5 separate regions of the Mus musculus genome follow, and all the other regions are linked to region 3. A link is a contact called in public HiChIP or PLAC-seq and promoter capture Hi-C data. All regions are on one chromosome and are shown on one strand. The core of a region is the stretch at or near the end of the contact, and the rest is flanking DNA. Distances in the headings are between cores, read along the strand shown. Region 1 holds the start of Vdac1 (voltage-dependent anion channel 1). Region 2 holds the start of Nhp2 (NHP2 ribonucleoprotein). Region 3 holds the start of Rufy1 (RUN and FYVE domain containing 1). Region 4 holds the start of Mgat1 (mannoside acetylglucosaminyltransferase 1). Region 5 holds the start of Zfp62 (zinc finger protein 62).

Region 1 (6,156 bases), core at 2,196-4,695, 1.9 Mb before region 3:
CCACCCATAGAGAGGTATTGTTTAGCCGGATACTGTCTGGCCAGGTCCCGGAAGGACACCTCCTATCTCACCCCAGGGCAAATGATTTCTATGAGCACCGTCCACTACAGATGGCCCACAGCAGCTACCTCTCTCCTTTCCCAACCAGTTGGTAACTTCTGCTGTGCAGAGGCACTCACACCTATGGGTTCCTCAGAACACAGCAGCAGTGCAGTGTGGGGATACTAGCGGAGGACTGGTGCCCAAGCACCAAGTATACACAGCAGGGCCGCAGAACACCAGAATGGCCAGCACTGACAGTCACAGTTCTACTGCAGACCCAGGTGATCCCAAGGCCTGAGTGGAGACAGGAAGACCAGAAGTTGACCTCTGACCTCCACATGTGCTAGCCACCTCCAAACAATTAATTTTTTTAAAAACAGAAGCCAAAATCAATCAATCAATCAATCAATCAATCCACCACATTATAACAGAGGAACTAAGACACGAGAAAGCTATTTCACCTGAGCTAGACTCTGTGGCTCTTGTCAGATCAGAACTGAGAGCCCAGGCTGCCCTCTGGAGCTTTTTCTAGCTCAGCCCTAGGTAAAGTGCTCACATGCTGTGACTTAACTGCGGGATGGAGACCCACACCCAGGTCTAGCTAAGCATGCCTCTGCCATCCTTTCAGGTACCGAAGGAACCTGGGGAAAGCGCAAAGCTACAACGACAGTACAACCTTTCCGGAATCCTAGGGGCTCAGGTCCAGCATGAGGACCGCATGGCCCCAGACAGCCCCTGTCCAAAGCCTCATTCTAGAAACCAGAAATAAAGCGAATCAGCTGTGAGCTACTACAAGTGGGGACTGGCACCTTACTCGAGCTGTCATACCCCCACACCTGTCAGAAAGGGAAGAAGCTACAGGCCCCACAGCTTTGGCCAGAATCCCATCTACCCATATCACTCTCTAGCTTTAAGCCCAGAAACACCAGTTGGACAAGTTCCCCCAGGACTTGGGAAGTTGTAGAATGCTAAAGGAGCTGTTTCTCATCTCTCATGACTACTGCTGTAGGTGAGTATGTACGATTACAGCTCTTATGACATCTATGACTCGGCTAGGACAGGATAGCTTCTAGAAGTGAGTGAGCTGTCTAGGTCATCTAATGGCTGTTTTAAGATTCCACGATTGAATGTGCACCTACCATGCCTGGGTAGTTAAGAGTGGTATGAAAGAAAAAAAAATGGAGAGAGAGCTCAGGGGTTACAAGTGCTTACTGCTGTGGCTGGAGAGATGGCTCAATGGTTAAGAGCACTGACTGCTCTTCTGAAGGTCCTGAATTCAAATCCCAGCAACCACATGGTGGCTCATAGCCATCCATAATGAGATCTGACGCCCTCTTCTGGAGTGTCTGAAGACAGCTACAGTGTACTTACATAAAATAATAAATAAATCTTAAAAAAAAAAAAAAAAAAAAAAAGAGTGCTTACTGCTGACAGCCAGGGCTATACAGAGAAGCCCTGTCTCAAAAAAACAAAACAAAACAAAAACAAAACAAACAAAAAAGTGCTTACTGCTTTTGCAGAAGACCCAGGTTCGATTCCCAGACCCACATGAGGCATCTCACACCTGCATGTATGTACATAAACTCACATAGGCACAAGCATGCACACATTAAATAGACATTTTTTAAAAATGAATTTACCCCACAGACCTTTCTTAACCACCTAATGTGTGCCAAGTGGTCCCACCCAAGTCCCTGAAGACAAGCCTGAGTTTGGCCCTTCAGTTTTGTCAGTCCCGAGAAAAGCAGGCAGGCCCTCCGCAGTTATGCCTGGCTTGCTAGTAAACAAGCCGGAGTTAAGCCCCTCACCCATATCTCTGGTCAAGGAAAGAGAAGTTTTGGACAGCACACACCTGAGCTAAGCCCACACTCTTCCTGCATTCTGGGTCTGCAGTCAGATTTAGTGCTCCAGCCTGACAGCTGTCAATCTGCAAACTGACAGTGTCTCGTGAATTATTCTCCAATGACTCAATACCTGGTGCTGCACAAATGCTTGCTTCTGACATTAGTAATAATGGCATTAAAATAATACGCCTGTATATTCATGGAGTCCCTTCCTGTACACCATGTGGAATAAAAAATAAAATAAAATAAAAGTCTGTGGAGGATGAGTTCAACCCTCCCCAAAAGCTCCTAGGTCTCCTAGGCAAATGTCAAGGTTTCTAAGGTGTCCTTGTGCATGCCCCAAGGCTTCGTGTTAATCGGATCATTTTATTCTTTCCCCCAAACTCAGTGAAGTGTATATAATTGCTCCTATTTCGCAGATGAGAAGATTGAAGTTTTAAATCTTCCTACCAGTGTGACCTTGGACAAACCGTGTAGAGTTGCGGGCCTCCAATCTGATGTCAGGCCCTGAAAACAGTTTCCAGAATGCACAGTTGCATTTGGCGACACAGAACACGGACTCCGTCCCCGAGGCCAAGGAGGCCAAGCGTATGGCTCCCTATGGGGTCTCGCTCTCAGTCCAGGCCCAGGTCCCTGTTCCTGCGGCCTAAGTCCACTCAGGGCAGCCCGTTCCGCCCGGGAAGACACTGGCATGCGCGGGAGGGACCCGGCGCCACCTACTCCGGGCGTGGGCCGGCTAGGGCGTGTAGGGGCTGGGGGATCCAGGGCATGGCCGTGCCTGGAGTTCGTCCTCTCGGCGGAGGAAGCTGGGTCTGCACAGGCCCTTGGAGCTGGTGGGGAAGGGCTTGGGCCGTGGGAGGGTCTCTACCAGATCCACACCGACGGGATCTAGAGCCAGAGGGCGCCGCCGGGAAGGTCACCTAGACCCGCGGCCCGCCGGGCCTCCACGCGGCCGCCCTTGCCCTTCCGCTCCTCGCATGTTCGAACCGCCCCTGGCTTCCAAATGCAGGTGCTCTGAACGCTCGAGCTAGAATCTGGGAGATCCGCTCTGCGCCCGCCCTCCAGGCCTCCTCTACAAGCCCGCTGCCCCTCCAGGCCCGCAATGATCGTCCCTGGTTCACCCTTCCCGGGGCCAAGCGCTTAGGCCCAGCGCCCTCGCCCGAACCTCCCTCGATCGCCTCCCTGGAGACTTCCCAGGAGCGCGACCCGAGGCCCTGGGGACTCAGGCATAGCCCAGGCCCTCTCCGCTGCGCCTACCTCGGAGGCGGTGACGGCGGGAGCAGCGGCAGCTACGGCGGGGGTTGCGGCGAGGAGGCTGGGAGCGCAGCGAACGGGCCGAGGGCGGAGCGGCGCAGATCGCGGCGGCGCGGACACGCCCCAGCTCTGCGCGCCGGACCCCGAAGCTCCGCCCTCGGCTCCACCCCGGACAGCGCCCAGACCAGTCTCGGGGTCTTCTTCCCACTCGCGAGCCGCGCTCTCGCCCTCTGCGGCTCTGTGATCATGTGTGGCCGCGCGTAAAGGCCTGCGTGCACTCTGGCACGGGGCGATAGGGAGGCGTGGGTCTGACGTGCGTGAGGTGTGTGCGTGCGCGGGGACACGCGGGTCACTGTTGCAGCCTCCAGGCTGCTGGAAGCATTTGGGAAGAGGGGGAGGGGAGCTTCCGGCACACAGAGCGGTGGCCTAGGGACCTCAGCGGATAGTGTCGCCGGAGTCGCCGAGGCTGCAAGTCACTCGGAGGCCCAGTGGGGACACTGGGCTCTGGAAGTGGCGCTGTATAGGTCAGAGCGGCTACTGTCCCCTCTGCTCCAACCTTGATTTCCGGAGCCTGCGACACGCCCGCGTGCGTCAGCGAGTCAGTTGCAAATTAAACTCTCCCGAGAGCCGGCTCCGCACTGTAAAGTTGCGTGCAATCTTCCCTAGTGTCAAAGCCTCTTTCCGCCATTTCCCAAGCATTTAAGAAATTAAAAAAGACAAAGTGGGTTTGTGAGACTGCGGAGTCTCGCTACGTGAGGTCACGCGGGTTCTGGATGTCTGCTTTCCTGCAGTGTAGAGAGGGCGGACACTTTTTCCCAGCCTGGTCTCAGCACGTGGCCTCCTGCCCTGTTGAGCGTGCCACACCAAGACTAACCAAATCAGGTTTGGAGAGTTTGTGAAATCACATGTGAGTGAAGACTTCACACCCTTTGCCTTCTACTAACAGACGTCCGAGGAGAATTCAGGCATTTGGGGTCCAGTAGAGGAGACGCCAGGTGGTTGCTCACAACCTGCTGTAGCTGAACAAGACAGCTGGGCATCCGCAGCCACTCTAGATTGAAAATGCTGTTCCGTGGGCTAAAGGAAGGGAACCAAGAGAGAGAGAGGCCGAGGAGAGGGAATGTAAGGGGGCCTAAGCCCATATCTAGTTAAGACTATGAGGGAAAGCCCTTCGAAATAGAATGTGGGCAAACAGATAGCTCCGTGGTACAGGGCTTGCTTTGCATTAGAAAGAACCTGTTCCCAAGTCTGCAGCTCTATCTACCCGGCAACAAACACCCAGCCCATTCCCGGAGTTAAAGCCAGGCAGGGAAAGCTGCTGAGTCACAGGGGCGTACAGGGAGGCAGAGTCGGAAGGACAAGACCTGGGGACACAAGATTTGTCTCCAAGAATCTTAACACTTGACCCAGAGCCCTGATGCCCAGGGCTGTGTGTCGTGGGTGGGCAGAAAGTCTGGCTTCTCGGAACTTCGCCCTGAGAGTCTTTCTTGGTTTTTTTTTTTGTTTTGTTTTATTTTTTGGGTTTTTTTTTTGTTTTTGTTTTTTGTTTGTTTGTTTGTTTGTTTTTTCCCGAGACAGGGTTTCTCTGTATAGCCTTGGCTGTCCTGGAACTAACACTGTAGACCAGGCCGGCCTCGAACTCAGAAATCCGCCTGCCTCTGCCTCCCAAGTGCTGGGATTAAAGGCGGTGTGCGCCACCTCCGTTCAGCGCCCTGGGAGTCTTGGTTTTAATTTAAAATGAATGGAGATGCAGAGGACTGGTAAGGCACTTACCTAAAACTCAGCGAGTGGCTTGTGTCACTTTTGCTGGGGAGACAGACAGCTATTTGCGGTAGAGAAGGCACAGATGACAGATTAAAGAATTCCACCCAAAGTCTACGTCGGCAAACCAGGGAAAGTGTTTAATTTATTTACAAGGTAACTCAAGGTAACTAAAAAGATCACCCCAAAGGCCCCCAACTAACAAACCTGCATGCATCCCTGGACCAATGCATGACTTATCAGCAGCTCAAGAGTTCCCTCTCCAGCAACTGTTGACTAGAGGGACCTCGTGAGTCCGATAGCTGGACTTCCCAAGCCATGTATGTTTTGGGTTTTGTTTGTTTGTTTGTTTGTTTGTTTTTAACTTTCTAGTGCTGAGGACTGAACCTGACTTTTATGAATCTCTTTCCTTCCAGAAGGGAAGGTTTTAAATCCAAAGAATTAGCCACACAAGAAAGGCAAAGAAAATCAGCCAGAATAGGGAGGAGACCTGGGAGCCCCTGGGATTGAAATCCAAGTGCACCAGAAATGTTATTCATTGATCTTTCTTCCCAGTCACAGCCTGCAGGGAGGGGAAAAGCAAGTCACCTTTTTTTTTTTTTTTTTAAACTGGACTCTGCCCAGCCTCCCCTCTACGGAGTCTGCCAAAGCTGATTGGCCTGAGACAGAAAACCTGATCCAAGCCTGGCCAGTCGGGTTCTTACTTGCAGATTCAAATTAAGAAATCCAGAAGCTTTAGGGAAACAGCAGGATGTCCTGAGTCTGCCAACTCCTCCGGCAGGCTTGCATCTCTGTTGGCCCAGAAAAGCAAGCAGAACACTGTGCAGTTGCAAGACGCTTTGAGCTCATTTCCTCATGGATCCCCCTCCTGAGTTTGGGGTCCCCAGAGCTACTTCAGTTCCATGTGAGTCCAGAGATGTCTTGTTGACTTGTGGGGATGGGCCAGTCCTGACCATAGTCCTGTTGGGGGTAAGTGACCCTATGTCACTTTTGTCCTGACCATAGGTCTGTTGGGATAAGTGACCCTATTTCACTTTTGTCTCATGCACAGGCTTCGTTGGAGTTGGAGCTGACAAGTGACAGAGTCCTCCTGCTCTCTTTCCCCTGACTCTGGGGAGGAATCACTGAGACCCTGGAGTTCTCTAGCTGTGAAAATAGACTAAAACTGACGCTAGGGTTAAGATTAGCTGTGCAGCTAGTGTGCACCTGCATCTGGCCTCTCCTGCTGTTTGCCAGCTACCTGAGTAATGGGTTG
Region 2 (6,105 bases), core at 2,808-5,307, 1.2 Mb before region 3:
TTTCTACTCCTGGCATCAAAGGGGTTTCCAGCTGTGGCCCACTTCCTACTGTACAGTCTCAACTGTATCTACCCATTCATTCTCCACTGTAAATAACCCGTTAGAACTGAATGCTGTTTTATAACTTTGAGCAAATATATTCATAGCCCTTCTCCTTACCAATGATTGCATGGTCTTGTGTGTATATATATGCGTATCACTCTTGGAGGTGTGTGAAGTGGGGTTTGGGCCTTGATGCCTCATCTCCTCACCCCAACTGTCCTAGAGTGGGAAATGAAGACGGGTGGGCTGTAGAGCCAGTGCAGAACATTTGCCAGGTACACCCTTGAGGCTCTGTGCTGAAAGGCTGCTTTTGCTCCTCCTGCCAACTTCAAGAACACCCACACACTTGCCACGTTTTCGCCTTAGCATTTACTTCTATCCCACATTCTTGGAACTGTCTTCATCAAAGCTCAGGAGGAGATGGCAGAGATGCAGGCTCCACCTCCAACACTGCTGGAGCTGCCTGGGAAGACTCACACAGCAAGAAATCGGGGAGATGCTGTTAGGGTGGGCAGCTGCCTGCAGCCAGCCAGATCTCTTGGAAAGGGGCTGGGTTGCAGCCCAAGTCTCTCACAGAGGTGTAGGCAGTGCCTGCACCTCCTCCAGGCACTTGTCGTAGGTCTCCTGATATTCTTCATGGGGCTTCACCATGATCACACAAGTGGGACGCTTGGAGCCTGTGGCTGCACCCAAGTCCTACACAGGAGAGAAGAGAGCTGCTGGGAACAGGAGTCACAGCCCTAACCTGGCACGCAGCCATGTCCCGTTGGTAAACATTACATTTAAAAATACTTCAGTTGTTTGCCATCATGTACACTAAGCTCTCAAGCCATGGTCCTCCAAGCCAATACTGAATATTCCCACATGGCCTATGAGGGTATCCCTGTAGGCAGGGCAGTACCTCTGTTATATAAAGTCTCTGACACCCTTCACACATGTTCAAATATTCACCTCTGTTATATAAGTCTCTGACACCCTTTACACGTGTTCAAATATTCTTAGCATACAGACGATCCCCATCTTACAGGAAGGAAGCCTGCCAGCCATGTGCTATGTACTTTAGTCCTAGCTGAGATGCCATCTCAAAAAGAAAAACAAGCCACCCAGACCTAAGAATTCCAACACCTGAGATAATTCCTCAAACAGCCTCCCTAGGGCCAAGATGGGAATGGGGCAGGGTGGGCATGCGCTTCTCACCGTCTTAGAGGGGATGTAGACGTAGGGCAAGTTCTGGTCCTCGCACAGAACTGGAAGATGGCAGTACACCTCAATCGGCAATGTATCTCCTGCCAAAACCATGATCCTGCAACAAGAGAAGGCACCATCAGTTCTCCTTTGCTCCGTCTCTTTCCCTTTCAGTTCTAAGAGCTATCTCCAGCCTGGCTGTGAGGGCAGAGTCCAAGAAAATGCCCCACCCCAACCAAGGACCCCCACACTAGCCTTCAACTTCTGAAAGGAGTACAAAGTCATGTTTGGCAAATGCATTCCTCTGGGGACATGGTCTCTACTTGACAGCATGTAAATGCCACCGAATGTGACTAGAGGTGAAGTGCTGGGACAGATGAGGTACAGGAGAAATACCACGAAATAGGAACTCGGCTCTCCTTAGAGTCAGTTATGTTCCAACCAGGAGATGACCCTTGAACAGAGACTTGAGTGCCATGATGATTCCAGAATGGCAGGTGTGGGGACAGAATAAGGCCAAGGGTGGTACTGAAGGGCTGGTTGCCTTCTGCAATAGATAACTAGTGTGTGTGTGTGTGGTGGGGGGGGGGTGTCAGAGAACAAAGCTGAGAGGACTGGCAGGGATCACACCTAAGTGTTTGAGTAACACACAGACTCTGTCCCAAGAGAAAGCTTGCCAGGGCCCTCAACCATGGCTGAGAGCTGTCAGTGTACCAGACCCAGAAGTCCTGAAGATCTGCCCGGTGTAAGGGTGGTAGACATCTGTTTGCATACTCCGTTCCCTTTGGCACAAGGCTGGTCCTTTCCACTTGTTCCTTTGCTGTCCTTCTTTGTGGTCCCTTTCTCCTTGCCTTCCTGACCTATCATGGTGCCAGGGGCCACCTGAAGCTACCAGCCCCCATCTGCCCTACCAAAACATCTGCCTGTAGAATAGCTAAGCAGAGCATGTCCAAGGCATTTTCCATGTCAACTCAGGACGCCTCAGAGGGTAAAGACACTCACTGCCAAGCCTGGCCACCTGAGTTCAATCCCAGGGGCCTGAATGGCAGAAGAGAATCAGCTCTCCAAGTTGTCCGCTGGTGTTCACATGGGTACCAGATGCACATGTGTCCATACACATGCAAGTAGGCACCCACACGTAATAAAAGGTATCTAAAAACCACACTTCAGATGTTTTCACACAAACCTGGCTTTCCTCCACTGTCTGTCTGCAGTCACACACTACAGCCCAAACTAGCATGCAAAGTCATTATATGTCACCGTCTCTCAAATCCCTCAGCTGTAGCTCCTGCCCATCACCTGCCTTGGGCCATAACAGCTTACTAAGTCTGACTTGCCTCTCCTAATTCTTCCCTCGATGTCACGCCTCAGCTTGCACTCTGTTCTGAGAACACTAAACCTACCTTAGAAAGCCCACGAGGGGGAAAAAGAAAACAACAACAACAACAACAACAAACAAAACCGGGCATGGTGGGGCACGCCTTTAATTCCAACACTCCGGAGGCAGAGGCAGGCGGATTTCTGAGTTTGAGGCCAGCCTGGTCTACAAAATGAGTTCCAGGACAGACAGGGCTACACAGAGAAATCCTGTCTCAAAAAAAAAAAAAAAAGAAAGCCCAGGAGGGCTGGAGAGCCGGCATACGGGGATGCATAGCCATTTCTGGGGGTGCATGGCCATTTCTAACTCCAGTCCAAGGAGACCTTACACCTTGCCTTCTGGTTGCCAAGGGCACCAGTGATGCACCAACATATACACGCAGGCAAAACAGTCATACACTTAAAAGGAGTAACCACTTACATTGTGTAAGTGCCACTACACTGCCCTGTCCAAGAGCCTACTCTTCTCAGGATTCCACCCCCTCACCCCAAATAAACCTTCATTCATTCATTCTCTTCCTTTGTTGTTTTGAGACAGGGTCTCTATACATAGTCATGGCTGAAAACTTAAGAGATCTGCCTCTGATGGGATTAAAGGCCTATCACTGGCTTATCATTTTCTCCTTTTGGGAGTTTTGTTTGTTTTGAGACCTGTCCATAGACCACGACGGCCTTGAACTAGCTATACTTCGGAAGCTAGCCCGCATTCTCCCCTGCCCTACTTGGGAAAATGTCTCTCTACATATAGCACGTTGCCTAGAGCCTGAAAAAGTTGTGCCGTTCTACAGAGTGAATGATCAGGACTCTAGTTTACACGGGCTGGATTCCTATTCTCTTCCCTGTCATTTACTGGGAGTTCCATTTACTGGTAGTGAAGGGAGTTGACTGCTAGACTGGTTGGTCAACTTCACCTTTATTGAGTAGGTGGAATTTCTTCTTAACCAGTTAATAAGCCAAACTTAGTGCCGTAGTACTTGTGTACCGTGCACAAGGCCCTAGGTTCAATCCCCGGCACTGGAATATAAAAATAAAAACCACACAAAACTTAAAAACCAGAGGAAGCCGGGTTCTTACCCTTTCTCGCCCTTGTTGACAAATTTCTGAACCTCCTTCACCCCGCGACGAATCTGCTTCTGCTTCACAGCTACAAAGAGAGAGAAGCGTGAGCCGACACCTCGCTCACGAGGCTCGACCCCGGGCCGCCCAAGTCACCGGTCCCGGACCGCGATCGCCACGCGCCCGCCTCACCCTTCTTGATGCACTTGTAGAGCTTGCGCGTCAGGCGGCGGGAAGCCAGGGGCTGCGCGATGGGGTTCAGATTGACCAGCAGCTCTTTGTACGTGCGCTCCTCGCTGCAGCCCTCCGCCTGCGCCTCGGACTCTTCGGGAGCGGCCTTTACTTTGGTCATCTTAGCAACTACAACTCCGTCCCGGCATAGAGGAACCACGCGGCCGCCGCCTCCGACATCACTTCCGGGTTTTCAAGTGGCTCTACCCTGTGACCAATTGGGAAACTAAATATTCTACACCGACCAATCTCTAAGTAGATCTCTAGGGGCGGGATTTTGGATATGGGGGCGGAGTTAAAGGTCAATCTAAGCACGGGATTTGGATTTTCACCGCGGGAATCCCAGGGAGGCCGAATTTAGAACCGGGTTTCCAGAGGGAAAGGGGCGGGGCCTGGGGCCGAGAGGTGGGGCCCAAAGGGAAAGAGGCGGAGCCCAAAGGGAAAGAGGCGGGGCCCGGAGAGATTGAAGAGCGGGTGGAAGGAAAATACACAACGGGATTGTGTCCCCTGAGCTCCTTGTGACCTGCCTTGTGACCTGCTGCTGCTGGTTAGGTAAAGCCTGGCGCACCTGAAAGTTTTTTCATATTTTCTTTTCCCCCTCCTAGATCCTGTTGCACAAACTATAAACCGCACACCTTTGATCCCAGCAGTGGGGAGGCAGGGGCAGGTGGATCAGGTCAGCCTGGTCTACATAGTGACTTCCGCTGGGCAGTAAGGTCAGCCTGGTCTACATAGTGACTTCCGCTGGGCAGTAGTGGTGCATACCTTTACTCTCAGCATTTGGGAGGCAGAGGCAGGAGGAACTCTGAATTCAAGGCTAGCCTGTTCTACAGATCGAGTTTCAGGACAGCCAGGATTACACAGAAACAGTCTCCAAAAAAAAAAAAAAAAAAAACCGCAAAGAAAAAAGAAAAAAAAGAGGCCGGGCAGTGGTGGCGCATGCCTTTAATCCCAGCACTTGGGAGGCAAAGGCAGGTGGATTTATGAGTTCAAAGCCAGCCTGGTCTACAGAGTGAGTTCCAGGACAGCCAGGGCTATACAGAGAAACCCTGTCTTGAATAAAAACCAAAAAACAAAAACCAACCCCCCCCAAACAAACAAAAAAACACAAACAAACAAACAAAAAAACCCACTCCAGTTCCAGGGGATCTGAAATGTCTAATCTGCAAGGGCCTCAGGAGTGCATGTGCTGCACAGATGTGCTTTCAGGCAACACACTCACACACAGGAAATAAATCAATCAAAAGTTCTTAAATGTTAAAAGCAAATCTGAAAAACCAGAAAGGTAGGAAGGAAGGTGACATGTGCTGGATGAAGAGTCCAGCTAGCTAATGAGAACCCTGGAGCAACAGGAAACGGGGACCTCAGCTCTGTGACGTAGAGGGACTGAAGCTGGTAAGGGTGAATATGAAGGAGGATCCTGAGTGCCAGATGCCAAAAATCAGGCCCACATTTAGATCTGTGTTTTGTGAAGGACACAGAACTTACCTATCCCTGATTGACAACTATGAGACCTGTGAGATAGTTGAGTATGATTTCCAGCCACTAAAAGCCATCACTTGGACAGCAGCAAGAGGACCAGGATATGTCAGATTGGGATACATTCTCTGAATTGCCAAGAAAGACAGAACCAGGGAAGGCTGTTGGAGGAAGGAGCACTGGGTAGCCTAGTAAAGATTGAAATCATCTCTCTTTTTTAGGTTGTAGGGAGGCCTGGATGTGTCTCAGTAAGCGATTACTAAATGGTGGGGAAATCAAGTATTTAAACAGCAAATGCTTAATATTTGCCAGCTGATTTGAATCTGAGGGAGACCTAGTTTAGAGAGACAGAGAGGGTGACTTCTGAGACTCACCTGTCTTCTGATGTTAGGTCTGCACATACCCATACATTATGACAGGGGTTAGGAGGATACCTATATATTATGACAGGGGAGAAAGGTGGCTCCTCCACTGCCCAAGCTTTGATGGTCCCAGCCTTCCATCTTCCCCAGAACTTTCGAGGTGGTGGTGGAGGAGGAGGAGGTCTGGCAGCTTCTGTCCTAATCTACTACCTTTGTTATATCGCCACCTTCTGGAAAGCCCTGAAGTTACCGCTAGCTGTGGCTGGCATCTCCCTGTTTGCAGGGTGGACTCAATCAACGGTGGGTTTTGTTTTCTGTGTGGCATTAGTTACCTGAGGCCCACCTTAATCCAAAAGTACTAAATAGAAATTCC
Region 3 (5,497 bases), core at 92-2,591:
AAACTGTTAAATTCTTTTTTGCAAATTGTTACATTCTCATGACATTCGCATCTCCATCTTGCCAAATTCCCTTCTATCCCTAGTAAGAAAATAGGCTGAATAACCACATATCTGTAGGGTGACTTATCCAAGCCAGAGTTGGAAAGCAGAGACAATAATCACAAGGTACGTTGTGTGCTGCGTTTCCTTATCACTTAGGAATGAGGTTGGTTCAATTCCTATCAACTTAATTAATAGCAGAATACAGAGCTCATTTCCAGACCACCACTGCTGACCTTGCCTGCTAGGCTGTCATTCAGATTCATTTGATTTGAAAGAAAAAGCCCCACCACCACACACACACCTCTGACTCATCTGTCCTAATTTCTTTGGCAGCCCTTTTACAGCCTGTTCTGAAGAAAGCTGCCGAAAAATATGAAGTCGAAAATATTAGACATGAGTTGGCATGGTAAGGCACACATAAAATCCCCATACTCACTTGACAGAGGCAGGGGGATCACCAGTTCAAGGCCAGTGCTCTATTACTGAGTTCTAGGCCAGCCGGAGCTACAGACTGAAATTCTGACTGGGAACATAGCTCTGCTAGTTCTGCTAGTAGAGTGCCTGCCTAGCATGGTGTGGGGTCAGAAGCACTTGGGAGATGGAGACAGGAGGATCACAAATTCAACGGTCCTGTTGGTTATGTGTGTTGGGGGTTGGGTGAAGCTCAGTGGTAGAGGTCTTGATTAGCATGTATGAGATACGAAGTACAATTCCCAGAACTGCCATGCCGCGCGCGCGCGCACGCGCGCGCGCACACACACACACACACCCCAGAAAAAAGTAGTTAAGCACACCCCTGCCAAGTGGCCTACTGGGGGTGATGGGGACTGCGTTGTTGAGACAGGGTTTCTCTGTGTAACTCTGGCTGTCCTGGAACTCACTCCGTTGACTCTGCTGTCCTCAGCGATATTGCCTGCCTATGCCTCCCTGATGCTGGGATTAAATGCTTGTCCCACCACCACTTGGCTACATGGCCTGTTTTAATGTCTCCCTTGTGTGGGGGAAAGAAACAACAATAACAACAACAAATAAAAATCCAACAGTGAGATTTTGATTCAAAGGGGGAAAAGGCATGTGAAATGAAAGTTTAAAAGAGGAAGTTGTGTCGCAAAACGTTAAAATAAGGCGCATTCCCGGGGTGGGAAGTAGAAAGTCCAAAAGTAACTTCCAAGTGCTCCGGGCTGGGAATCACCTACGGTTAGGAATCGTACTTTCCCGAATGCTATACAAGGAAAGCAAGCCCAGGTGAGAGCGAGCAAGGCCGCAGCGGCTTAAGGTCGTCGGTCCAGGGCAGCGGCGGGTCACGTGACCTAACAACATGGCCGCCCGCGGAGAATGCCGCCGGGCGGGGCAGGATTCGGAGCCGGAGCCGGAGCGGGAGCCGGAGTCCGAGCCGGGGCCGGAGCCTGAGCCCCAAGCAGGCCTAGAGTCCGGGGAAGCGTTCGAGATCGTGGACCGGAGCCAGCTGCCGAGTCCCGGCGAGCTGCGGAGTGCGTCGCGGCCTCGAGTGGCCGACAGCTGGTCGGCGCCCATCCTGACGCTGGCGCGCAGAGCCACCGGGAACCTGTCGGCGAGCTGCGGCAGCGCGCTGCGCGCGGCCGCGGGGCTGGGAGACGGCGGCGGCGGCGGGGAGCGCGCAGGTAGGCCGGGGTCCCGCGGGCCGGGGCTGCTCCCGGGCTGGGGAAACCTGACCGGCCGGACGAGCTGCTCCGCGGAGCTGTGCCGCGCGGCGCGGCACGGGGCTCTGCAATTGGTGTCACCCACCGGGCCAGGGTGACTGCGGCCCGGGACTCCCCTCCCACCTTGTTTGTCTTTGTGAACCTCAGAGCAGCTGCGTCGTGATCACGGATTGACTTTAAATAGGAGGTTTACATTAGAGGCTTAGACGGAAAATCACCAGTGTTCGTATTTTGCATACTTGACAAATGAAGTCCGGTGCTGGTCCCCAGTTAACAATCTCGGCAGCCAGCCGGTTTGCACCTGCGGCTGAGGTTGACAGCGTATTCCAAAGTTGGTGAGAGCAGCGAGTCAGAGTCAGGAGGTTTTAGTTCCCTTTATTCTCCCGCCACTAACCCCCAACCCCACCCCCCGTGGGACGAAGACTTCCCATCACCTGTCCTACTCGCGTTTCCCAGTCTATAAAAACGGGGATTAAAAAAAAAATTAATCAGCTACGTTGAATAATCCAATTCAGCTGTTATGATCTAGATTAGAATTTCAGCATACCAATAAAGAACAAAAGTAAATTATTATTTGTTTTTTATAGCTGGGCTTGGTGATTCGGGTGCATACTTCCTGCACATGTTAATGTACGTGCTCAGAACTGCGCTAATTATAATCCATTGGTGTTTCTGAACATATCTAAAATTAAAATATAAAGGATAGCCAAGGGCGTTGTGGTGCTCGCCTTTAAGACCCGCACTTAGGAGGTAAAGGCTTGTGGAGCTCTGAGAGTTTGAGACCCACCTGGTGTACACAGTGAGCCCCTGCCTCTAAATAAATAAACAGACAAATAAATAAATAACCACGTTTCACTTGGCCTGGTCACTTACTGTGAATGGACCATGCAGACTTCAGGTTGCTGAGGTAAAGTGAGTGTTGACTGTAAATGCCTGGGGCATCACGTGCATACAATAGACTTTAGTACCCAGATTTTATTTTAAAGAACAAAATCACAACAAAAACAACAAAAAAGCTTCTTTCCTTGGTAATGAATTAACCTTGATTTTTCGGTTTTGGTCTTGGTTTTTGTTTGGGGTTTTTTTGTTTTGTTTTTAGTTTTTTGTTTTGAGACAGGGTTTCTCTAAGTATCCCTGGCTGTCCTAGAACTCACTCTGTAGACCTGGCTGGACTCGAACTCAGAAATCCTCCTGCCTCTGCCTTCTTCATGCTAGAATTAAAGATGTGCACCACCACCGCCTGGCAATCTTGGTTATTTTTATAACCTTTTCATTTGTGTGTGTATATGGGTTCACATATGTTTGTACATGTGCTTGTGTACTTGGAGACCAGAAGTTGGCTGTTTTCCTCAACTGTTTAACCCACCTTATTTTTGAGACAAGGTCTCTCACTAAGCCCGGAGCTAACCAATTGGCCACACTGTCCAAAAAGACCCAGGTGTTAGCATTCTGTCTAAACTCCACCCCCACAGTTACCTAGCAAGAGCCAGGCAGGCCTGACCCACTATAAAAGGGGCTGCTTGCCCCCTCCTCCCTCTTACTCTTGCTTCCCCCTTGCTTCTCTCTTGCTCTTCCCTTCCCCCTCCCCGTCCCCCTCTCTCCACGTGTTCATGGCCATGCCCGGCCTATACTTCTCAACTCTCTCCCTCTCTCTGCCTCTACTACGCTCTTAACTTCCCTCCCCATGCCCTGAATAAGCTCTATTCTATACCATCATGTGGCTGGTCCCTCAGAGGGTAGGGGGTGCCTTGGCATGGACCCGCCGAGGCAGCCCCTTCCCCCATACCTCACCACACCCCCATAGAACATATCTTATACCTCTTTATCTTTTTTTTATAAACACATCGCCAGGTATCGTCCTGTCTCTGCTTTCCCAGGGAAGCACTGGGAATACTAACAAATGCTGTCGTGCCCAGTGTTTAACACTGGGGATCTGAACTCAGGGCTTCAAGTTTCATCTCCAGCCCTGATGTTTTTAATCATTATGCTTGCCGTGCTGTGCCTGTGGAAGTCTGAGGATGCCTTTCAGGAGTCGGTTCTCCCCTTCTGCCATGTGAGTTTCAGGGCCAGCACTCAGATCACCCAGCCTGTACCCACTGAGCCATCTCACCAGCCCTGGTTTTTACTTTTTGACTCTTAAAACAATGGCTTAAAACGTACACACATTATGTACCTCCACAAAAATGTTTTCTTTCTTTATATCCATATCTTATCCTTTTTCCCATTTAAAATTGTTTTGGTTTTAGTTGTTTACTTAAGCCTGTTGGCTAAGAGCAAAGATACAGAGAGAATTAACAATAGTTCCCAAATCTCAGGAAGTTTTGGGTGAGGATGGAGAGAGGCTGGTAGTGGATTCAGGGTAGAGCTGGGTAGGAGGAATGGTTTCTGAAGTTCTGTACTGTAGCTAGAATAGCTAAGATCAGCAAGAACTACCGAATATTTTCTAACAGCTACTGGAGATGTTTTACTCAATCCTTCCCAACAGGGAAAGGAAAACTGTTTGAGATGGTGGATATGCCAGTTGCCCTGATGTTCGTTACATGTTAAATCTATAAGCCAAAATGTCACAGTATACCCCTTAAATGTGTACAATTACTGTTGCAATTTAAAACATGTTGACAAAATGGCCTGGTGGGTAAAGGTGTTTGCCTTCATATCTGATGGCCCGAGTTTAGTCCCCAAGGTCCACATGGTAGGAGGGGAGAACTGACTCTCACAACTTGATCTCTGATCACCACATGTGTACCATGGCGTGTGTAAACAACCCCCCTCACTAAATAAAATGCATATGTAAGTGGGCGTGTCCATATGTGTGGGCGTGTCCATATGTGTGGGCGTGTCCGGGGGCAGGATCATGGCTATTCCTGTGCTGCATCTTGTCTAACTGGAAAATCTTCAGGAAACAACACACAGAGACATCACCTGTGTTAACAGTGCCTTCTTCTAGAACATACCACACACACACACACACTTAGGTAACATTTGTTAATCTCACAGAAGTAGAGGAAAGACCATTATCCAAATTCTTTGGTCAGATTATGCAAGCCTTATTTTCTGTCAGACGGGGATAAGTGGGCTTTGAGAAAATAGCGTCAATCATAAGAGAAAGTGAGATTCATATCGCCCCGAAAGCTGCAAGCCTAGGGGGCTTCCAATGGGGTTTTTGGTTACATAGGAAGCTGACAGAACATCTTATCTAATCAGGGTAGAGTTTAGGGTATAGGCTGTAGAACATGTCAAATGGGTCAAGACATGGTCAAACCCAAGTTTTACAGAAAACAGGAATGAACTTATTTGATCTGGTAACAAAAAAAAAATTTTTTTTAGCTTGGTTTGGTATTTGGTTTTGTCAAGACAGGGTTTCTCTTTATACAGCCTTGGCAGTCCTGGAACTCACCTTGTAGAACAGGTTGGCCTTGAACTCACAGAGATCCACATGCCTCTACCTCCTGAATGCTGGGGCTAAGGGCATGCACCACCACACCCAAGCAGTGCTAGTGGCTTATAATCTTAAAATGGAGTCAGGCTGGTCCATCACTTTCCACAGTTAGCTTTTTAAATGTGGAAGGAGGATATACTACAATAATGATAAAAAGTGTAACAGGGTGGACCCACAAGCCAGTAACTGTGACTTATCCCTAACAGATCTTCTTGCTATCCCTGACTCTGGGGACTGTACTCTGCACCTCCAGCAGTACACAAGGCTTGTTTACATGGTTGTCCCACAGTGCGTGAGGAATGCAGTTTTGTAGCAGCTATGAGGGTCACAGACCATG
Region 4 (5,845 bases), core at 892-3,391, 1.2 Mb after region 3:
ACAGAGCAAACTCCAGGACAGCCAAGGTTACATAGAAAAACCCTGTCTCAAATACATACATATATACATACATACATACATACATACATACACCAAAACAAAACATAACATACAACAAGAGCAAGCAAACAAATAACAAAATAAAATATCCATCAACCCTGAACTGAGTTTTTAATATATCAGTTATGAGATTTGCCTGTAATATGCACACTCAGTTTAAAACTTGCTTTCATGGTTCCAGTGTTTTTAGGACTCCTTTGAGGAAACTAGCAGGTGAACCCACACCACCACGCACAACAACATTTGCACCATGGTGGGGTGAGACCTGAGTCTCGGCATACTGAAGGTTCTGCCAGCTGCCAGGTGGCTCTGGCAAGTCTTGCCAGTCCCTCTGGGGCCTTCTCACATTCTAATCTGAAGGAGCGCATAAGAGCAGGCTCCTTTCTAAGACGGTGCACATAGTGCAAGCTTGCCTACTACACCTGATGCTCCTCCTGCCTCAGCCTGCAGAGTTCTGATATTACAAGCGTGCACTAGCACATCTAGCTTCTAACACTCTGGATTCCATGCTTGCCCCTCTCTGTCAGAGGCTGTTTCTTAGGCAACAAGCAAACAGCAAATAGTCAACTTCCAGCCAGGAGCAGTAGAGCAACCATTACTCTAGCCTTACAACTAAGTCTCGAAATGGAAGAACCGTTGATGAACTGTCCCTCCTGTTTCTGCTTTGCCAGTATGATAGCAAGCACAGCTTAAACAAGTACAGAGCACATAGTGTCCATCACAGATAACGGCTCTCTAAGTGAATTACTTTCTTGTTAGACTCTGTATGATGTACCAGGCTCCATAATTTCAGAGGGGAAGAAGAACTGAAAAGAAGTCCGAGTAGATATGCTAAATAATTCAAGAGTATAGAGGGTAAGACCTAGGAGGGATACAGGCTATTCACCTGGGAACAGGTCAAAGGGAAACACAATGCTGCTATAGCCTGGCACCAGACAGACAGCCCTGAAGCCGTTACCTGAAGAACCACTGCCTCAGTTCCTCTTCTGTAAACAGACAACCGACTTTTGTCTTCTCCACCGCCCTTGATGTCTGGATTAGAATGGCAATACCTTGACGTCCGAAGCAGAAAGTGAGTTTAACCTGTTGCAATGACATGGAGTTTGAACACACTGTAATACAGCCTTCTGAGAAACAGAAGTGGGATGTAATGTTGCCATTACTGGTGATCTCCATGCTAAAAAGTCAAGGACTAGTGACTGGAAACGGGAAGACCCCAGAATCAAGGACGCTCTAGTCTAAATAGTACTAATGACAGGCAATCAAGCTGGCCAGCAATATTCTCAAGCACGAGAGCCTTACAGTAGCCAAGGTTAAAGAAAAAGAAGCTTCACCAGAAGGCCACTCTTCCATGGAGACTCGAATGGGTGGGCCACAGTCCCTCTGAACCACATTTTGAACAATGGGGGGGCTCTGCACCTCTTGGGAGCCCCCTGTTCCAAACATACTAGAAAGGAGGCTAGGAAAAAAAGTTTTCTTGCCAAATCACATATTTCAACATTGAGTCAAATTTTCCTTGTGGCTGAGCAAAAGCCAGCCCTAGTAACTTATGAAGCCTGGACGCTGGGGTGAGGCTTGCATAAAGTCCACTTTCCACTCCAGTCTCCCACTTCTTCAGGGCGACCCCATCTCTCCCCTGCCCTGCCCTGCCCTGCCCCGCACCCAAGGTGCCCTCCTGCCGAGTTTCACAACAGCTCCTCCTGGAGAAGCCACCCTCCCTCTAGCAGCTGAAGGCCAGGAATCCTGTAGCTGTGCGTTAAGTTCCCACTTCCCCGCGTGGGGGAGACTGCGCGCTGCGCGGCCCCGGGCGGGCCCGCCACTCTCACCGCCCTGGCTTTGGAGCACACTCGGGACTCAGACCCGACTCCCCTGGCTGCGCGGCCTCTCTCCTCCGGGGTCCTTGTCCTCCTGGGACAAGCCCCAGGACTGAGGACGCTGGCGTCCCCCGGCCCAGCTCACCGGATCCTCTCAACTCACCCCGCCTGGAACCAGGCTCGCCCCGGACCGGCAACACCCAGCGCTGGAGCGGCCTCGTCCGGTCTGGTTGGCCTTCCTGCTAGCCGGCAATGTGGTCCTTCCCCGGGAGGGCGGGGCGGCGCTCCCCAGCCCCTAGGCCCCTCTGTTGGTCCCCGCCCTGCCACGGGCGAGTCCGCGCTGGCCCCTCCTTCCAGGGCCTTCCTCTACTGCTGACTTCCTGATCACCGGTCAAGATCTAAACAACGGGTCTTCCCAAGTCCCCCAACTTCGAAAGGCAGTGGTAGCAGAGATGTTTGTTTGAGGCCCTTTCCCTCTCAGTTGCAGCTCCTGTGTAGATGCCAACCCCACTCACACCCTGAGCCTTGTCCAGTAAAGACTTTTCCCAAGAGTGTCCCTTGTCCAGCCCAGTGAATCTAGAGATTCACCGACTTTGAGGGGTGCAGCACTTGGTGGTGTTAGAAGCGTTTCCTCAGCAAGAAGAGCGTTCACCAACCTCAATTCTAAGAACCTGGGAACCATTCCTCTATGCGAGGGAAGTTGCAGACTATTAGTTGAAAAAAAAAAACAGCAAGAGAGGGGTGAGGGTGTGCAAGCAACAAGTATTCGGTTTCAAAAGGGAAGATAGGGAGGAAACACCTGCTGCCCAAGGTGGGTAAGAGCCAGCCTGCCGCCGTTTCAGTTCTGTCTTGTGTGTGTGTGTGTGTGTGTGTGTGTGTGTGTGTGTGTGCCCCTTTATGGGCGGGGAAACCAAAGTCAGGCCTGTACACTGAACCTAAGTCCTGAGGAAGGAAAGAATCAATCACAGGCTTTTGGAGTAACCCTAAAAATGAATGGGAGGGGGAAGGAAACCCCTGGATCTGTATTCCTTGGTATTTTTTTAAAGCAAAAGAAACATGGGAGGGGCAGGGAGACTCATCAGGACCCAACTGAACAGAGTACTTGGTAAGTACCTCAATCAGAGCCTCAAGCAGCCTGAGTGGGGGAGGAAAGATGACAACCAGGAGTTTCAGGGTCTGATTTAGATGTCAGCAGTGGCCCCGGAGCACAAACTATTTCTGAGATCTGAGCCGTGCATTATTAGCAACTCACAGTAAGCCACATCTCACTGACAGGACCATTTTGGAATCAGAGATGTCTGGGAATCCCTACTGTCCACTCACCATGGTACCACAGCCCCCACTGGCTCCCACATCCTGCTGTGCCTGGCCCTCTGCATAAGCCTTGGCTCCAACCACCCTTGGATCTTTCACCCATGAGGGGAGCAGAGGCACTGCCAGTTGATTACTAGATATACTCAACCTCAGACAGACCCTCCTACCTACAGACTTCATCACTACTGTTCCAGAGTCCCCAAGGTAACCGGGACTTTTAGGTCTGTGCTTACTGAGTGTTACTCACTAACTTGTTCGTACCAGACACCAGGAATTATGCAGAAAGTGGGAGTACCTTAAGGGCCCTTGTGGGCAGGTGAGGAAGTAAAACAAAGTTGTCAGGAGACACTAGGAAGCTGCCCTTCCGTCCAAGCCTGTTTTCTTGGCCTCTCTGTACACTCTCCCGCATCTCTGCAGAGCTCAGCAGAGAGAAGTCTGAGGCTTTGGGTGTATGGAAGCTGTTAAGTCAGAAGTCATAGCCAGATTTTAGATTTAGGCATTTCAGCTTCCAAACCTGGTACCCTGGTGAGCCCTTGAGAAGGACTGCTGAGATGGCTTTGTGCCCATGTGACAGGACACAGTGGGGCAGCGGAGAAGCTTCACAGTAGCAGCTGGAATTCTGCCCTCACGTAGAGGAAAGGGCTGACGCATGAGGGAGGGAGGAGGACTGTGTGTGGGTGTGGTGTGTGTATGCCCACTATTTCCAGTTTAGCTGACTGCACAGACTGTGACAGGAAAGTCAAGCCCATGCATGTGCCAAGAGAATGCCAATGTTTATATACTTTAGGCCTCTTTCTACTTCCCATAAAAAGGAATTAGGGACTTATAGCCTTCACACTCAGTGCCAAAGTGTGAGAAAAAAATGACCAAGTTCCCTGGATGTGTAAAAAGTTGGGAAACTGGTCTGAAGATATCCAAAATATAAGGAGCACAAATCACCATCCTGGATAAAATCCATACATAGTAGGTCCTGAAGATGGTGAAGACGAGGCAGCCCAGGCCATGTCAGAGTGACTTTCCTGCCAAGGCACTTAGACAGGAAGCAGGTCAGAACACAGAAACTCCCCACCACATCCATCTCTTCAGCCCTTTGTTTAAATTCCAAGGCTCACAGAATGATCCCCAGCAAAAAGGCTACCCTGCCTCCGAAAAAAAATAGGCTACAACATAGAATTTGGATTGGGTAAATTTTAAACAAGGGTAATAGTATTTGGTCTAAGCAACAAGCACGTATCAGTACTGAGGCCTTGGGCTCTACAGAGCTTACACTAGGGAAGAAAGTAAGAAATGGGAGCTGCCTGTCTAGACTCTGGGGATGAGCCTGGGATCAGATTATGTGCAAATGGAAAAAACAGGTAGATCTAGTCACAGGATAACAGAGAATTAAGAGGTAATATGCTTGCCTGCTTACTCTGCTACCACCAAAAAGGAACTTAAGAAAAAAAAAAGTAAAAACTTCCAGGAAATTGCTGCTCACAAACTCCAGCCTGGCTACCTGAAAGTGTTTGCAGTTTGGAAAGGACTCATGCTCTGAATTTCTGAAGAAACCTTGGCTTAAAGCCGTTAGAGGAAACAAAACCAAAGTGTTAAACTGGTGTTTAAGTTTCCTTTCTCATTCTTCCTAACATGTCTGTCCCAAACCACAAAGTGATAGAGAAAGAAAATCAAGCTTACTAACAATGTAGACACTGAGCAATGCCTCTGAAATCCTTCATTAGCTACCTGCGCTTCCTTTAGAATAAAGTAAGGTCTAAATAAATCCACTTAAAAATCCCCACACAACGTGTGATTAAATTTACCACCAGTCCTGGCTAAACAGCCTGACACACTTGAGTGTGGTACCCTAGCAATCTGCTGATCCCATGAGAAGGCTGGAAAGAAATGTCTGACCAAAGAGTCACAGGAGATGGGAGAGCTGGGTTCTGGCAGCTGAAAGCCTCTATCTAGCTCATGTTACAGAGGAGAGGACTTACCAGAGAGGCTGTCAGGGCACTCAGTTTCTCTCCCTGGCAGGCTGATGCTAAAGGCAACTGCACAAGTACAATCAGCATATGCCACACCCCTTCAGTGAGCTCTTACTGCTCAGGGCCTCCATAGCTCCTCCTCAAACTAGAAAAGCAATCCCCACACTGAGGGAAAGCAGACAACAGACCTGACACTTTGAAAGCCATCAATCAATGCAACACACCTCCTCAGTACTCTGGGTGCTTTAGGTACTCACGGGCCAGGAGGGACTCCTCCGTAGGACTAGGAAGTCTTCTAGAACATATCATGCCCTATAGGTCACTCAGGAGGCACTGCCATAAGAAATCATGATCCCCATACATGAGCAAAGACCGGCAACCATGCATTTATTGAGTGGCTGGAGGGAAGGTGACGCATCCAACCATGATTCACACACAAAAGTCTGGTCTCTTCAGGAGTCCAGACAAGCTTCAGACAAGATAAACAGCTCAGAGCCAGAAGACCTATTCAGGGCAGACTTCTCAGGCTTCAGGCCACTGAGGAAAGACAGGGACTCCTATGACAAGAAGAACAGTCGTTGTCTTCAGTGACTGCGATGTCCCTCTGTAATTGACTTACAGGCTCAATGAGTCTCGCTAGCCCTGGCCAGCATATGCTGCCTCAAATTCATCCACCGAATCTCTTGCTTTTTG
Region 5 (5,910 bases), core at 1,145-3,644, 1.2 Mb after region 3:
ACAAAAAGGTTTTAATTTCTCAAAACTAGATGGGAAATCTCTTGAGCCAGTTTCTGATAGACAGAATGACCTTAACCATCTGTGAAAACATCTGTGGTAACATCAGTGAAAAAGCCAACCATGAGAAAGTCTCTATCCCTCATAAATTACTTAAGACTCACATTTCTGGCAATTTCTGTACTTTTTCACATTCTACTGCTAGGTTCTACAAAAGTGCAAGCAGATATCAAGAACCTTCACTTTACTACCTGTTCTGGACAGCGAGGAGTTAGTTCTCAAAAGCTGAGTCAACTCACAAGAGAGCACTCTTGGTTTAGTGGGAAGTGACGCCTACAGTGGGGCTGCAAGAAGAAACAGGTGTGATATACCTGCAGCTACTTTGAATTTCCAGATTTCAACTGTTTCCCATAAGGGAGTATCCTATATGTCAAGTGTGGTACAGGGCTTCTGTAACTTAAGCTCTTAGGTGCCATATTTGGTGACGAGAGGATGAAAGAGGCAACTCAAGAGCACTCAGTGGAAGAACGTGCGGATGGAGGATGGAGTCTAAGTGATATGCTGAAAAGAGGACGATATGTGCTTTGGTCATTTTTTGCATTTAATTTATGAGAAGCATATGCAAATGGTTAACAAGATTTGTTTCTATTATTTAAAAATTAGGAATAAGGACAGGAGGGATTTTTATAATGAAATATTCTCATAGTAGTGAAAGAGATACTTTTAGATACTCCAGCAATAAGGGAAGCAAGAGAGCATGAAGGGCAGTGGAGAGATTTTTCTGAAGCTAAGGGCCCACTCAGAGATTAGCTTGAAGCAATTAGTGTAGCCCATTTAACTGAATGCAAAACAACAAAAAATACCTTATTAACCTCAGTCCCTCTTAATTTCAAAATCCTTATCCTAATACAGAATCATTCCACATAATACCATTTGGCAAAAAACACTAGAAACAACTCAAAGATTATCAACTGCAGTCTAGAGATTTATCTAAAGCATCCTTTAAAATGGCCAATCTGCTACATGTTTGTAAAACAAACAACCCACCCGTTTCCGTATGAGTTCTGTAAAACAGATTCAGTAAAAGAAACAGAGAAGCAGGACTTATTATGCTACCACCTGTCTGAATAAAAGAGGAACGACTTATATATTTGCTAGTATTTAAATGAAGAAGTCCTTAAAGTCTACTCAACATCTTAACAAAAGTGTTTACCTTTTAAGGTAGGGCCCAGAACAACCTTTGAGAACAGTAAAAGAAAATCTTGTTTTCATATTTTGCATTAAATTTTTGTTTTTTAAAAATCTTTGTATTTTAATGCCTTGGACACGTGAGCATTACGTATTCAAACACACACACACACACACACACACACACACACCCCAGACAAAAGCGCACACACACACACACACACACACACACACCCCAGACAGACAAAAGCTTCAGGCGTACACAAACGGTCTTGGCCATCTAGACTAACCATCTTAAGATAACACACTAGCCGCGGCTCTCTCCACCTGACCTTTCTTTCTTTCACACCGCTGCCCCAGGACTTCCCCAAGCGATCACTTGGGTTCAAGTGCCTTCGCTGGCTTTTCCCTAGGCCAACACTTTCTCAGTTTGCGGTGGGGTGGGGGTGGGGTAGGGCAGATGGCGGCCTCCGGTTGCACCCACTGCTCTACAGATGAGTTTCTCCTAGGAGAGGGCCAGGAAGTGGAGAACGGTCTGCTTCCAGAGCCGCAAGTGTCTCTCAACACCTCTCCCCCACCAAAATGACGGGAAGAGGTGACCGAATCAGGTCATCTCCAAGTCTCAGAAACAAACTTAACCGCAATCAGGGCAAATTTTTAGGCGCTAATAATCGGGATTCTCCTCTTTCTAAGCCCGAAACGGCCATGACAGTCAAGGAACACCGGGGCGGACTCTGGCCCTTCCTCGGCCCAGGGCCTGCTCCGATGGCAGCCTGCCCGCGCGCCGGGCCCGAACCAGGGCTCTTCCTTCCCCTTCACTCCTAGAGGACGCTCCCCAGGGCGTGTGGAAAGTCACGCTCTCCCTCCCCCACTAGGACCCGCCCGGGACCGGAGGGCAGAGAAGGGAAGGGCGTGGCGGGCCGGGGAGAGGCGGGAGCGTCGGCAGCCCGGGACTCACGTACTGGCTGTGGCGGCACCGCGGGAGCCCGGCCGCCGGCGGGACAAAAGCGCGGACTGCCTGGCCGGAAAGACCCGAGCCGCAGGGGCACTTCCGAGGCCGCTCTGGGAAGCTGGAGGACTGACTCGATGGTCGGGCTCTGATCGCGCACGTGACCCGCAGTTTGTGGGTGCTCTGCTGGCCTCCTAATCCCGGCTGGTCTGCCCGGAGAGGAAGGGGGTTCTAGTTGTCTTGGACTTTTATTGCAATTCCGGGGTGCATTGGGGGCGGGTATAATCAAGTGGTGTGGTAAAATAGATACTTCACTTCCTGCTTGTGAAGCTGAGCTCATAGTTAACAAGCGAGGCTGGGGAGAGTCTTAGGAGGGAGGGCTGGGCTCCTGGGAGAAAGCGGAATATGGGGGTCCCATACCCCTTATTTCTAAAAGACCCTCCTCTCCCAAAGCCAAGACCCTCAACAAAGCTCAAATTTCCAGGAAGCCTGCTATTCGGAGACTGCAGAAGAAAAGTAACTGTCTCTCTCCCGGATACCAGCAGCTTCGTGTTTGTTTTCCAATGAGGACAAGCGACAGAGGTGAATATTTACTTACCAAAGCAGACCTGGCTCCATGTTGGGAACAGCATCTGTCCCAACCAGGCATACCCTGATCTCAACTTCCCAGCCCAGGGGCTGAGCTGCCCTTTCCCCCAGAGGTTCCTCCCTATATAATCTAGAAGTTTTGGTCACTCTTGCTTGCTCTTTTTCTCTTCCTTTATCTGAGTGCACCCCCCCCCCCCCCATGGGGACTTTCCTGGCCTCAGTCCTCGGAGCTAGTGAACTCGCCCACAGGAGAGCAGCTTCTCCGTAAACCTGCCTTTAATCTAATCTAACTTGAATTGGCTCCTTTCCGTGGTGGCAGAGAAATAACCTATCACAGCTACCTTCCCCGTTCTGCCTCTAACAAAATCCCCCTCACCCTCCCCCACCCGTAACTACAAAACTCCAGTTTAAAGCCTGTAATCTGCACCAGTCTACTCCTGTTTTTTATATCTTTGTAGGCAAGCCCTAACTCACCTTAATGACTTGGAAATGTAGAAGGAATGGCAATTTGAGTGTAGTAGTATCTCGACTGCATTTGGGCACTAAGGTCTATGCATCTCTAAGGTGGTCAGGGCAAGTGGAAAGTCTGCGGTAATGTCCAGCAGAGTAGGAAAACAGTGAAGCCCAAGATGGAGCAGGGTCCTAGGTCCTTGTCAGGCCAGCAAGCAGCAAGTTATGGAGAAGAACATGGACAAGTTAGGGGTTGTTGGGGGATTCTTCTACAACCCAAACAGTAGCTGAGACACAGCTACAAGTGCTTCAAATGTGACCAGTGCCACTGAAGACCAAGTGTCTAATTACATTTCATTGAAATAGCCACATGAGTGCTAGGATCCCACTTACTGGATAGCACAACTCTGGGAAGAGCTTTGGGCACTTCTTTGAGGCCTCTAGAAGAGTCCATAGTCTAAATTAAAGGCTATCACATTAGGCTGGCCTGCTCACATTCCAAGATTTTGGATTTTTGTTTGTTTGTTTTTCCTTTTAGATAATTAAGTATAAAAATAATTATATCTGGATTGGGACACTTTTATTTAGTAAAGGATAGCAAAGGATCATAAAGCCTAAATAAATCATCTTGATTAGGTAACGTTTATTGTGGACAATGTTTTTATTTTCCACCATGGTTTTTGTTATTCAGGCAATTTTTTTTTTGGCCTTGTATTCACACACACACACACACACACACACACACACACACAGAGAGAGAGAGAGAGAGAGAGAGAGAGACATAGACACAGACAGACACATAGACACAGACACACACACACACAAACACAGACATTCACGTGGACACACAAACACACAGAGACACACACAGAGTCCTTTTTTTAGCACTTGTCCTTTGGAACAGCTACCAAGACTGTCTACCTGTTGTATAGCTACTATGTACATTTGGTGGCTAATAAACACATGCAATATGGCTAGTATGAACTAAGATATATTATAAATGTAAAATTGGCACTGGATATCCAAGCTAAGAAAAAAAAAGAATAAAAACAGAATAGTTACCTAGTGATAACCACCATTTATATAAGATCCCACACACTTTTTTTTTTTTTGAACAAATTCTTACTCTGTAATTCTGGCTGGCCTCAAACTCACTATGTAGATCAAGCTGGCCTTGAATTTACAGAGATCTGCCTGTCTGTATGCTACCACACACAGACTTCCTTCCTTTTTCTACCACCAGTTGAATGGATTTTTTCTTTTTTAGAGTGTTGCAATCATGCTACCTATGCACTTTTTAGTGATTTAAAATATAGTGTTATTCATTATGATTTCTCATAATGCTGTTTTCTGTGTTGTTCTGTTGAATTAGAATCTCATTAGCCATTCTCCTCTTGTTCATGTATGAAGTGCTTCCTAATTAAGTGTATAAAAACTAAATTAGGTCTATAATAAACAATACTGTACAACAGTTTTTCTGTATGCATCTTGGACAAAGAGAGGACATTTTTACAAGTCCTAAAATAAGGACAGTAAGGACTGGGGCACTAGAGAGTGTGGCAGGGGAAACAGTGAAAGCAATGAGAGAGCCAGAAGATAACTACCTACCAGTTACTATCATTACTTCCTGTTGCAGCTGGATAAGAAAAAAAAAAACATAGAATATAAACACTGCAAAGCAAGCATATAATTATCCTACTTTCAGATAACAAGATTTTATTTTTATTGAGCTCAAGGGAATTAACTTGGAAAACCAGAATAAACAATGAGACAACACTGTAAAGTATGTGTTTTCAGAATTAACAGAGAAAGCAATAGTTTCCTTATGCATAAACTATAATTCTAATAAATGAAGCAAAAGTACATTTATAATAGGAACCAGCAGAAAATGAAATAGGAGCTAACAATACACCTGCACGACCTATATGAAGAAACTTTGCAGTGTTCCCGGGAACGCAGAAGTGCAACTGAACGTATGCAAAGTTTCCTGGATTCCACTGAGAGGAATGACTCAGACTCAAAGGTGCCCCCTTCTCATCTGTAATGACTCTCGTAACTACAGTCACAACCTCTTTGCAACCCACCATTGGTCCTGAAGTTTACATGGACAATGAGTAGAGACTCTTGCTTATTTCTAGCCAGTAAATGCCTTAGAGAAAGAACCAGAGACGGGGGAGGACTACTAAAACTTATCAGTAATTAAGTGGACATATTTCCAAGGCAGGCTTATAAACTAATTAAAGAGCAACATAGGGTCGGCATTTAATATTTTAAATCAGTGTGGGGAAGATAGCACGGGACAACTGGGAGGCATTTCAAAGCAGATAAATTTTGATTTAAACTTAAATTTAAATATAAATATGTATAAAAGATTTAAGTGTAAAATGCAAGTATGAACCATGAGTGGGGTTGAGAAGGGTGCATCTGCTTTTAGTCTCAGACATGTAAGAGGCTGAGGCACCAAGATGACTTAAGCCCAGGGTATCGAGGGCAACCCAGCAAACCTCTGTCATCAATAAATAAATTTGCACATGTTAGTCGCCAGCACTACTAGTCCCACTTCAGTACAACTGTTAGGAAAACAGCCCCAGAGAAATTATGATCATACTGGAATACTGAAATGCTTTCCTTTTTAAAAATTATACCTTAAAAGATAAGTAGTGGGGCACAAAGGATGGCAAACTCAAACACCCCATAGTCAAATACTCTATGGAAAAATCACTACAAAGAAAATAAAA

Evidence for each region. Promoter capture Hi-C pulls out the DNA fragments that hold promoters and counts their contacts. HiChIP or PLAC-seq counts read pairs in DNA pulled down with a chosen protein or histone mark.
Region 1: a FOXA1 HiChIP or PLAC-seq map of pancreatic cancer cells shows a contact between it and region 3. The contact joins the promoter of Vdac1 here to the promoter of Rufy1 in region 3. A contact is called at or near these places in 1 of 39 promoter capture datasets (pre-B cells), 1 of 115 datasets of contacts at active chromatin or transcription factors (pancreatic cancer cells) and 1 of 9 other capture datasets (liver).
Region 2: a promoter capture Hi-C map of embryonic stem cells shows a contact between it and region 3. The contact joins the promoter of Nhp2 here to the promoter of Rufy1 in region 3. A contact is called at or near these places in 5 of 39 promoter capture datasets (cranial neural crest, embryonic stem cells, hematopoietic stem and progenitor cells and 1 more), 1 of 484 Hi-C or Micro-C datasets (B cells) and 3 of 115 datasets of contacts at active chromatin or transcription factors (embryonic stem cells, large pre-B cells and pancreatic cancer cells).
Region 4: a contact with region 3 is called in a promoter capture Hi-C map of pre-B cells, with 3 times the contacts expected there. The contact joins the promoter of Mgat1 here to the promoter of Rufy1 in region 3. A contact is called at or near these places in 1 of 39 promoter capture datasets (pre-B cells), 1 of 484 Hi-C or Micro-C datasets (the G1E-ER4 cell line) and 1 of 9 other capture datasets (liver).
Region 5: a contact with region 3 is called in an HNF4G HiChIP or PLAC-seq map of pancreatic cancer cells. The contact joins the promoter of Zfp62 here to the promoter of Rufy1 in region 3. A contact is called at or near these places in 1 of 39 promoter capture datasets (pre-B cells), 1 of 484 Hi-C or Micro-C datasets (B cells) and 1 of 115 datasets of contacts at active chromatin or transcription factors (pancreatic cancer cells).

The regions. Positions count from the first base shown.
Region 1 is chr11:52,358,140-52,364,295 of GRCm38.p6, reverse strand. Vdac1 (voltage-dependent anion channel 1) reads right to left here and starts at 3,445. Exons shown (of 9, transcript NM_011694.6): 1 at 3,144-3,445. Gm51894 (a long non-coding RNA gene) reads left to right here and starts at 5,714. Exons shown (of 2, transcript XR_003949674.1): 1 at 5,714-5,805; 2 at 5,953-6,156.
Region 2 is chr11:51,617,725-51,623,829 of GRCm38.p6, reverse strand. Nhp2 (NHP2 ribonucleoprotein) reads right to left here and starts at 4,057. Exons shown (of 4, transcript NM_026631.4): 1 at 3,853-4,057; 2 at 3,679-3,748; 3 at 1,240-1,345; 4 at 112-738. The coding sequence starts at 4,012. The coding sequence ends at 613. Rmnd5b (required for meiotic nuclear division 5 homolog B) reads left to right here. Exons shown (of 10, transcript NM_025346.1): 10 at 1-157.
Region 3 is chr11:50,426,969-50,432,465 of GRCm38.p6, reverse strand. Rufy1 (RUN and FYVE domain containing 1) reads left to right here and starts at 1,341. Exons shown (of 18, transcript NM_172557.3): 1 at 1,341-1,682. The coding sequence starts at 1,361.
Region 4 is chr11:49,246,848-49,252,692 of GRCm38.p6, reverse strand. It overlaps Mgat1 (mannoside acetylglucosaminyltransferase 1), which reads right to left and starts at 2,141. Exons shown (of 3, transcript NM_001110150.1): 1 at 2,038-2,141; 2 at 1,019-1,143.
Region 5 is chr11:49,199,776-49,205,685 of GRCm38.p6, reverse strand. It overlaps Zfp62 (zinc finger protein 62), which reads right to left and starts at 2,394. Exons shown (of 4, transcript NM_009562.3): 1 at 2,148-2,394.